Regions from separate parts of the Zea mays genome. Here region 2 is linked to region 1. A link is a contact called in public Hi-C data. All regions are on one chromosome and are shown on one strand. The core of a region is the stretch at or near the end of the contact, and the rest is flanking DNA. Distances in the headings are between cores, read along the strand shown. Region 1 has its middle 160 kb from the start of LOC103629391. Region 2 holds the start of LOC103629391 (DNA-directed RNA polymerase III subunit 2).

The links. Hi-C and Micro-C count contacts between places; a contact is called where the count stands out from the background.
Region 2: a Hi-C map of tassel shows a contact between it and region 1, with 3 times the contacts expected there. The contact joins the promoter of LOC103629391 here to the enhancer-like site in region 1. A contact is called at or near these places in 3 of 25 Hi-C or Micro-C datasets (ear, leaf and tassel).

Annotation. Positions count from the first base shown.
Region 1 is chr6:69,014,653-69,020,163 of Zm-B73-REFERENCE-NAM-5.0, reverse strand. No RefSeq gene overlaps it. Among protein-coding and RNA genes, the nearest start is that of LOC103629391, 160 kb to the left of the region's middle. Within about 2 kb of position 3,628, at least 20 of the 20 cell types and tissues checked have an H3K27ac peak or open chromatin away from gene starts, as enhancers often do. A contact at or near this core is called in ear, leaf and tassel, where this site is marked.
Region 2 is chr6:69,177,713-69,183,264 of Zm-B73-REFERENCE-NAM-5.0, reverse strand. It overlaps LOC103629391 (DNA-directed RNA polymerase III subunit 2), which reads right to left and starts at 3,305. Exons shown (of 38, transcript XM_008650527.3): 1 at 2,866-3,305; 2 at 2,683-2,785; 3 at 2,188-2,309; 4 at 2,025-2,117. The coding sequence starts at 2,897.

The DNA of each region.
Region 1 (5,511 bases), core at 2,379-4,878:
TAAGAATTATGATTTGGAGATTCATTATCATCTGAGCAAGGCGAATCTGGTTGTAGATGCCTTGAGTCGGAGGAGCACGTCCATGCAGCTATTTTCACCTAGCTACCTAATGAGTTAGTTCAAGATTTTAGAAGACTCAACCTGGGAATAGTTGCACACACTAAAGGGATTACTATTGAAGTGGAACTTACCTTAGAGCAGGAAATCCGCAAAGGACAGATCGATGATGCTAAAATCCAAGAGATCAAAGATCTTACTAAAGGTAGAGGTCCCGAATTCACGGAGGATGAGCAAGGCACAATATGGTTCAAGAACCGAATATGAGTTCCTGAGATTGACAGCCTCCATGAGACTATACTGAAGGAAGCCCATGACTCCAATTACTCTATTCATCCTGATAGCACTAAGATGTATCAGGATCTGAAGCAAAAGTACTAGTGGTATGGGCTGAAAAGAGATGTAGCTACACACGTGGCTTTGTGTGATGTTTGTCAAAGAGTCAAAGCTGAACATCAAAGACCAGTTAGACTAATGCACCCGTTAAAGGTACCCAAATGGAAGTGGGAAGAAATTGGTATGGATTTTATTACCGGGTTGCCTCGCACCTCGAAGGGTCATGATTCTATATGGGTGATCATGGATGGATTGACCAAAGTGGCTCATTTCATTCCAGTCATTACTAATTATAAAGGTTCTCAGCTGGCAGAGTTATACATGGCTCGAATTGTGTGCTTACACGGTGTACCAAAGAAGATTGTTTCTGATCGTGGATCTCAATTCACCTCAAGGTTTTGGAAGAGTCTTCATGAGAACATAGGTACGAAGTTGAACTTCAGTTCGTCCTATCATCCTCAAACTGATGGCCAAACTGAGAGAACTAACCAAGTATTAGAGGATATGTTGAGAGCTTGTGACCTTAAGCATGGAGGCAGTTGGGACAAGAGTCTACCATATACTAAGTTCTCTTATAACAATAGTTACTAGGCTAGTCTGAAGATGTCACCATTTGAAGCTTTATATGGCAGAAAGTGCAGAACTCCTCTCTATTGGGATCAGACTCGAGAAAGACAGTTCTTTGGACCTGAAATTATTCAAGAGGCAGAAGAACAAGTCCGTATGATACGGTCATACAGGAGAACTTGAGGGTAGCATAGACCCGGCAGAAGAGCTATGCTGATAATCGAAGGAGGCCACTCGAATTTGAGGAGGGTGATCATGTGTACCTCAAGGTGTCACCAATTCATGGAATGAGGAGATTCGAAGTTAAAGACAAGTTATCCCCTCGCTTTATTGGACCCTTCAGAATCTTTAGGCGAGTTGGGGAGATGGCCTACCAGCTTGAACTACTTGACCATCTGTCTGATGTGCACGATGTGTTCCACGTGTCTCAACACAAGAAGTGTCTCTTTGTCCCTAAGGAACAACTACCAATGGAAGAACTTAGTATGCAGGGTGATCTAACTTACACGAAGTATCCTATCAAGATTATTGAAACTTGGACTCGGGTTACAAGGAATAAGGTGATAAAGATGTGCAAAGTGCAATGGAGTCACCATGGTGAAGATGAGGCTACTTGGGAGAGAGAAGAAGAGCTTCGAATAGAATTTCCCCACCTCTTCCATTTTTCCTAGCAAGTTTTCAATGGCTTCTTAGGAGCTAGCTAACTTAGCTTTAAGTTTTTCATTTTTTAGTAAGACTATCATCGGTAGCTGTGGATGGAGCACTAGACTCTAATTGCTCAAATTTAGTTGATAACTCACAATTCAAATTTGCAAATGTTTCAAATTTTTCTAGCAAACATTTATAATTATTTTGTGAGCTAATCAACTTATTTTTTAAAAGTTTTAAGTTGAGCCTTTTGTTTAGTGCATACATCCTAAAAAAATTTTACGGCTTCCGCAAGCTCATCTACGGAGGGCTTTCCCTCACCTTCATCATCACTACTGCTATCGTCACTAGAGGTTGGAATACTCATTTTACCTCTTGCCATAAGGCACTTGTGTGATGACCGTGATGTGTTTGATGAGGATCGGTGGCTGCACGTCCTTGAAGGTTCATCTTCGCTTGAAGAGTTACCCCCAAGTTTTGACACTTGTAAGCACCTTGCCTTTGCTCCTCCCCTTTGTGGGTTTGGCCATATTTGGACAGCTGTCCCTAAAGTGGTCCTTCTCGCATGCAAAGCATTCTCTCTTTCTTTGTTTTTTCATGTCAATGTTAAAGAGAAGATCCTCGACCTATAAGGGCACACCCATTAGATTAATCTTGCGGATCATCCCCATTACCTTTCTGACGCGTCGTGTAATACCCAATTTGTAAAAAGCATAAGAAATGAAATTATTTCCTATATATGTGTAGCCTCTACTTATTAACACATGTGAACACCACATTTAAAAGTAAATAATTAACAAATCACACATCACTAATTTGTGCATCATGTTGGCTTTTATTTGTATGTGCATTTAATAATAATAGTAGTCACATTAATGGAAATAAATTAATATCCAAATTGGGGATTTAGTGACTAACTTGAATATTTAGAAATGGGAATTTACAAATAAAAGAAGAGAAAGGGAATACTATATACAAAAAAATATATATATAAATAAATATATTGTTCCTACACTAGGATTTGAATTTGTACATTTAGCTCAACGTGTGCAACCCAACAAAATTTGAATTTAAATTTGAAATCTGAAAATAGGAAGAAGAGAAAACAAAAAAGAAAAAGAAAAAAAGAAAAGGGGAAAACCATGCGCTTGAGCCGGCCTCTGTTCTGCTTGGCCCAATTTCATCCACGCGTCAGCCCAGTCCGCGAGGGGGAAAGTTGCGGCGACATGTGGGGCCAGCGCGTCAGCCGCCTTGTGTCATTCGCGCCAAGTTCGCTGCCAGTGGGACCATGTTGCCAGTGTCTGTCGCAAGCGCGGTAGGTATGCCGAAACCTCCTCGTCGAGATCCACGGGGATGGCCGACGCAACAACCCTCCCCAGGTTTCCTGGCTCCGGCTGACTCGGCAAGCATCCGCGTGGTTATATATGGGGGAAGGGTCCCGTCGACCGTGCTCACAGAGACCTCCCGAGAACCTCGCCGCCATTGGAGAGAATCAGAGAGGGGGAGAAACAACGCCGTTGTGGACAATCGTTTCTAGAGCTTTGGCGCTGGTATGAGTCCTCGCAATCCGTTCATCTCGTCACTGTAATCGCGATTAACACTCCAGGACTTGGGATGGGGTAATTGAGCACTGGGAATCTCTCACCGAAATTTGCATTTCGTGGCGGCTTCGTGTGCTACTATGGATAGGCTCAGCAACCCGCTGGTTCACCATTTTTGGGCCACAGCTGGGTTCGCCCTAGTTTCCTCTTCATGTAGCACTAGGCGGGGTTCGGGCAGTGCTCCGATGTGTGGTAGATCCTGTCGCCAGCACAAGGGCTGCCGTGTATCGGGCTTGCGCCGCCGTCTATTGAGGTGGGAGGAAGAAGACAAACCTTTGTTGTTCGATCTTTGTTGAACGACTGGGATTAAAAGCTTGGTAGTGATTCAATCGGAGCGAGTGGCGACCATTGATGCAGAATCCAGTGGTGGAGATCCGATCTAGGATTCATTAAGCCCTGAACGTTGATCTTGAATCGTGTGGCTCCTGCTCCAACCGGTTTGCGGGAAATAGGATCTGAATCTGATCTGGCTCGTGTCAACGGATACCCCTTCGCCATTTCATTTTTACATAAGAGACCCCCGGATTTATTGATATTGACCCCCAGTACAGCTCTGGGCGCTCTGTGTCATGGACCTTTTGCGCAGTTGCCCTTGCGCTTTCTGTTATTATGGTGCACGGTCCAGGGAAATATAAAATCAAAGAAATTCATTTCGAAATGATTTTTAATGCAAAAATAATTGTAGAAACTTGTATAATTCATAGAAAATTCATGCTGACTCCTTTTTAGTCCATTCTAGTTTCTATAATTTGTAATAATATTGTTTATCACTTAGTGCCACTGTTTTAACATGAAAGCCACATTAGAATTGATCACTCAATTAATCTTGTACCAAACACATAAGTACTTCGGAAAATCATTACTTAAAATCCGTAACTCTAAATTTAATGATTCTTTTCCTACAGTCTCGTTATGATACGTAGATTATTATTATGAATTCTGTATTTATGTTTAGTGTGATGTTAATTTCTGCTATGCCATGTTTGTTTATACTGTTGTGAGTAGACGAGCAAGCCACAGATGATCCAGGTGTTCAGTAGGTAGAAGTTGCTGAGCAGGAGCTCGTTAAAGGCAAGTTGTGCCCTTAATCACTTTATTTACCCAATAATGTTCTTTATAATCACTCTATCCTGCATAGGCTTATTTTTGATGAGACCCAATAGGTCACCCTAGTTTAATTATCTTTTCACCTTGTTTACCCCTGAACTTTTGGGTAGTCATTGCTATTGCTATACTTGGTTTTGGGCATTGAGATAACTATTACACTTGTTCATTCTTTATTACTGTTCTATTCCTGTTTTTGATAAGACAATTATGTTAATTGGAACATCGAGCTTAACTTGAGAAACACGTGCCACCACAAGGGTGGAATGAGACGCCCTTGGCTGACTAACTAGGAAAGCTAGTGGAGGACTACCTTACCCGATAGGGGCAAGGGCAGTAGGGGAGTAGGCGTGTAGGGAGGTTCCCGGGTTGATTTTGCTGTGATGGCGGTCAGACGGGGATTCCTGTATTGCTCTTCCTAGAAACTGTAGCGGGTTTTCTGAAGGTAGTGGAACTTTGTAAAGGCCTCATAGTGGATCCCTAGCCATTCACCTTGGTAGTGTCTAAGGGTCTAGCTAACCCTGGAAACATGGGATACACGACTTGTGGGTACAGGGTACAGGGTACAACCTCTGCAGAGTGTAAAACTGGTATACTAGTCGTGCTTGTGGTCATGAGCAACTCAAGACTCTTGCATGATTAAATTATAGAATTAAATTCAATTTGTCATTTGCATCGCTTTGGGATTTATTATTAATTTTGATCTACTATTACTCTGGTTTGGTCTTTACTTATATTTAGTAACTGCTAATAAAATTTGACCAACTTATTAAAAGCAATGCTCAGCTTTAACCCCTTATCGTTGATCAACCTTACACTTCACATAAACTCCCACCTTTGGTGAGTTCATGCACATTATTCCCCACAACTTGTTGAGCTATGATCTTTTGTGAGCTCACTCTTGCGATATATAAACCCCCCATAGGTGAAGAGCAGGTGGTACAGGAGGAGCCGCCCTATAATGAAGAATATGAGTTGATCTAGGTGGCGTCTCCCAGTCAGCTTTGTGGCACAAGGGAATAATACTTAGTTCGCTTTATTATTATCATTTATTTTTTTGTAACACTTCTGCTATGTAATAATGACATTTATGATATTTGTGACATTTATCTCTATACACTTTGTCATTATATGTGGTGTTCTTCTTTGGCGCGCATATGAGACGCACCCGGCCTTATCCTTTAAATCCGGGTATGAC
Region 2 (5,552 bases), core at 2,056-4,555, 160 kb before region 1:
ATTAATTTCCTACCTCTCTACCCATTTAACAATTCCATCAAGTCAGATTGATAGAGTTTCCCATATCAGTCTATCTTCAACAACCATCCTGGCACTCCACATGCCCCCTGGCATGACTAAGGTTTGTCCGTTGGTGGCAGCCAAGTAGTAGTGCTTGTACCATCCTGGAACTTGGGTGTAGAAGCGACCACTCCAAGAGCAAGAAGTTGATAGTTGATACATAGGTCTAAAACATCTTGAACTTTGACTACAAAACCTGAGAGGCAAGAGCATATCACAGGAGGTAGATGAATCAAGCGGTTGAATGAGTAACATGCCTTGACCCACATATTGACTGGCAACTTTTGTCCCTTTTTTCCATGGAACAAAATAATTATTCCTATTTCCATACCATCCACGCTTGGTCCAAAGTTCGCTTGCATCCGTGCTCGGACCACAGTCCCTAGCTGTGCATATTCATGCCGGCCATCATGCTCTTCCTGCAGCAATCACCGTCTCTCCTGTGTCCTCATCCAGCACGACCAGATTCAGTACACATGCTGCCTGCCTGACGTGAGCATCTGGCAGGTTGTGGACAGGATCAGAGACGCCCTCAGCTTCAGATTAGTGTGTGCACCTACTGAGAATAACCACAGTATGTGTTGCCCGTCCTGATTGTTGTTTTCACCTATCCTGATAATAGTAAGAGTTTGCAAAAATGCAAAGGAAATGGTGGAGTAGCCATCACTTGTGCCCATGTAATACTTCAAGATCAGCGTAGAGCGTAGTCAAGAGTTAACCAGAGACCAAGACTGGGCTAATCACACACGCATTGGGAAACCATGAAAGGGCACATTGCACGCTAAAGTAATATAGCCACGAGATCTAGGCTAGGCGCAGGCGTCGCAAGTTGAAGCAGCAGCCTTGCAGGCACTCAATTCCACAACTTGAGCCAGTATCAGACACGCTGCTTTCTCGTTTGAGCCAGCAGCCCAGCAGGTGCAAACTTTTGCTGGTGGTAGACAAAATTGGTTACAAAAATCAACAGTGGCAGTCCTCTGATTTGGGATGGTGACACTGGGAAACAAAGGGCCTGCTAGGTACAACTTAATAGTTTATAATGTGCTTATGACTAGAGAATGCTTGGTCACGCTTCTCACCACTTGCCCCATTAGTACTAAAACACATAAGGTAGGTCAAACCTGCTTTTTCTAACCACATTTTTCCTCCATTTGTGCAACTTTCCAGGGAAGAGTTTATTAGAGAAGCTGCACCCTTTGGGCCTGTTCATTTGGGATTATAATCTGTCCAGGTTATATAATCTAACTTATTTTGAACTAACACGCAGTTCAAAATATATTCAGTTGGGATTTCTGCAGCCTCCTGCAATGGAGCGTGTGCAACACCGTATCTCTTTGTATGCAGACAATGTCATTATGTCTTTAAACTATGTTTTAACGTCGTTTTAATAACATTGCAAAACAGGGCCAAAGAACTCACCACATCATCAGCGAAGGAGGAAAAGGAAAAGATAGAAGGAAAAAAGGGCTAATTAGGACAACGGGCTGCTCACTAGAGGCAACAAACAAGAGGAAAAGAATCTAGCGCAACAATGAAGCTCTGGTACCATGTTAAGTTGTTAACAATAGCACATCTCTGTTCAATATGCCTTAAGGTTAATATACAACTACAAAACAGCGCATACTGTTCAATATGCCCTTAAGGCTAGTATACTATGACAAGAGGTGCATGCATACACACATGGAAAGAAACACATAAAGGAAATGTAAATAAGTATATTTACATCTAACATCATCAACATCTACAATAAGAAATATGATGTGGACAGCCTGAATTATGCTAGGAAACAAAACAATACCAGAGCCATAATAATGCCACATAAATCTTATTGCTTATTCCATCTAGCTCAAATGATGTGTAACATAACGTCTCTTGTTTTCTTAGTTGCAAGTACAAACTACAAACTGATGCAAATGAGGAAATGGATTTACGTTAAAAAATATACGAGGAAATGAAAGGCTTACGTGCGGTCAGTAAGGCGGCAAAAATGTGGTGTGATATTTTCAATGTTATACTCTACATGTACCGAGGGCATGCCAACATGCACACCAAGGTACCTGCAATGTGACAACAAAATAGATATTTAACAATAGTTAGAATACATATTACACAAATTGACAAGCATACCTAAGGTAAATGGATGGATCGTTGCGCGCTTCAATTCGGTTGTTTGCCTCAACGATCTTCTTGATTCCTTTGTTGACAAAGTAGTTAAATGAGTCGATGTGCTCCTTCACAAGCCCTCTAACCTGTTGTTTACATCCATCAAAGAAAAAAACTAAATCAAGGCAAGAGCTTAAAATTGAAAATCCATTGGCGCATAAAAACAAGTGCATGAGTTGATAGGAGTGACCAATGAACAAAATGAGTCGTAAATTAGAAATAGATACAAGATAACCCAAGCAAGTATAGAACAAGCAAGGAGCTAATCTGCGGCTAACAGTTTATAAATCATGCACTAAGGTGTGACTGTAACAAACCACATGGTAATAATCGGGTTAACACACGAAAACTACTGGATAGGCCCGTGAATGCAGGGAGCATTAAAAGTGAGTGTGACAAAATTGTTGGATAATAAATCAACAGGCAGCAGCTTCTGCTGAATGAAAACGTCATGCTGACCTTGAGGAAGGCCGGGAGGAGCGCGAACTTGTCGACAGGCTTCCTCACCGGCGCTGCTAACGAACGGTATGTCGGTAATGGCACTGTGTCGGCCACCGTGCCGCTGCACGAAGCAAAAAAAAAGGAAGAAGAGGTGAGGGTTTGGAGATGTCGGGGCGGTTCGTGGTGGAGGAGGCGAGCTACCTTTGGCTGTCGTCTTTGGTGGGCACGGTCATGGCAGAGGGGCTTGAAAGCAGAGTGCGGAAGAGAAGCCAGGCGACGCGGAAATTTAACGGCAAGAGAGGCGCCGCTTTCACAGGTGCGCTGCCCTCCTGCTGTTGTCGTCTTTGGGGTCCGAGGCCGACGATAGCAAAGAAAAGAGGCGACGCCGGCGGGCAAGAGGAGAGTGGAATTCAGCAGATGCGCCGGAAGGGCGGAGGGGCGTGTTGCAACCCCAGAACCTGCGCCGTCACAGGCGCTCAAGGCCGGCTAGCCTGTGGCCGTGGACGAGAGGGAAGAATAGAGGAGGAGGGCCGAGAAGGCGAGAACCGAGAGAGAAGAAGGGAAGAGCACTTGCGTTGCGTGGTGCGCGAACCGGCAAAGGAACTGGCGGCGGCTGACGATCGAGGAACGAAGGCATATATAGGGTTTAAAGGGTTTAAACGGCCCAATTTAATGGGCCGGGCTGCTTGACGAGCCAAACACGGCCCTCACGCTTTCCTCCGGACTTAGGTCGCGACTTGATGGATGACCGTCCGTCGAGGTAGACGTAGGGTGGATATCGAGCAGCTCGGCTCGACCGATATCGGATACCATAAATAAGGGTACCCTAACACTTCTAAACTCGGCTGGTAATCACCATCAGCGCAAACTGTAGAGGCTGATGGGTACAGTTCAGATCAAGGCTTCGTCTACTCAAGGACGCAATCTCGCCTCGCCCGAACCCAGCCTTGGGCGGGAACAGTAGTCCCGGACGGATTCACGTCTCGCCCGAGGGCCTCCTCAAGCAACAGGCGCTCCCTCGACTCGCCCGAAGCCCAGCTCGGACAGGCTTCGTAGTGAAGCAACCATGGCCAAATCGCCTCACCAACCGACCGTATCGTAGGCGCATTCAATGCAAGGATCGTCTGGCACCTTATCCTAACACATGTGCCTCAGTCGGCAAGGTCGAAGTGACCACAGTCACTTCGCCCTCCCACTGACTGACTTGACAGGAAAACAGCGCCGCTCGCCCCTCTCCAACTGTTGTGCCACACGCCAAGGTGAAACTGACAGCAGCTGAGTCCAGCCTCAGGCGCCACAGGAAGCTCCGCCTCGCCCGACCTTGGGCCTCGGCCTCAGGAGAAGTCTCCGTCTCGCCCGACCCCAGGGCTCGGCCCCCGCCTCGGTCTCGGAAGATGGACTCCGCCTCACCCGACCCTAGGGCTCGGCCTCAACCTCGACCTCGGAAGGTGGTCTCCGCCTCGCCCGACCCCAGGGCCCGGCCTCAACCTCGACCTCGGGAGGAATCGCGTCCTCGCACGACCCCGGCCTCGGCCTCAGGAGGAGTCTCCGCCTCGCCCGACCTCGGGCTCGGACCGACCACGCCACAGGGGGTACATCATTACCCTACCCCTAGCTAGCTCAGGCTACGGGGAACAAGACCGACGTCCCATCCAGGCTCGCCCCGGTAACAAGTAATGATGGCTCCCCGCGTGCGTCCATGGCGACGGCGGCTCTCAGCCCCTTACGGAAGCAAGGAGACGTCAGCAAGGTCCCGACAACCCCGACAGCTGTGCTTCTACAGGGCACAAACGCTCCTCCGACGGCCACGGCACCATGTACACAGCCACACAGGGCACTAGCACCTCTCCGACAGCCACGTTGGCATGTACATAGGGCTCCGACTCCTCTCTACCGGACACGTTAGCATATCGCTACACCCCCATTGTACACCTGGACCCTCTCCTTGCATCTATAAAAGGAAGGGCCAGGGCCCTCATACGAGAGGGTGGTCGCGCATGACTCTCTCTCTCCCTCGCGAACGCTTGTAACACCTACTGCAAGCGCATCCACTCCGGCGCAGGACAACACGAGGCCGCAGTTTTCCCCCCTTTGTGTTCCGTCTCGCGCCAACCCATCTGGGCTGGGGCACGCAGCGACAATTTACTCGTCGGTCCAGGGACCCCCCGGGGTCGAAACGCCGACAGTTGGCACGCCAGGTAGGGGACTGCTATGTGTTGACGAACAACTTCCCGTCAAGCTCCAGATGGGTAGTCTCCAGCAACCTCTTCAGCCCGGGACGCTGCTCCGTTTCGGGAGTCTCGAGTTCATGTCCCTCGACGGCAGCTACGACATGGTACTCCTTCCCCCACAGTGCGACAGCGACAACGACGGCCGTCAGCCCGCCCGGCGGCGGCGGACTCGGCGACGTTTCCCCCCCATGGCGGAAGATCAGCATCCGGGTTTGTCCTGTCGCCTTCCTCGCCGCAGGAGCAGGAGGCGGGGAAACCGTGGCCAAGCAGGAGGCGGCACCTCGTTGGCTATCGAGCGAGTCGACGACGCAGGCGCCCCAGCGGGGGACATGTCGGGCGTAGACCTCGCGCCTGAGACGACGACGAGCGACATTTCCCCGCAACACGCCAACCCCAAGCGGACAGATGACGCCAGCACGCTCGCGAAGGGCCTGCTGGGCGTTAGCCTCATACCTGACATAACGGTGCAGTCCGTCCCCGACGCGACTTCATCACCGTCCATCGATCGAGAGGTACCATCCGTTTTCCACCCTGTGCCTTTTAGATTCAGCTTCGATCCACCAAGCGATCCCGCTTCGGTGAGCGCTTTTATAAAGGCATATCCTAACCTTCCGGGGTACCATATGTGGTCAACCTAGGACCGACTGACGGCCGTCT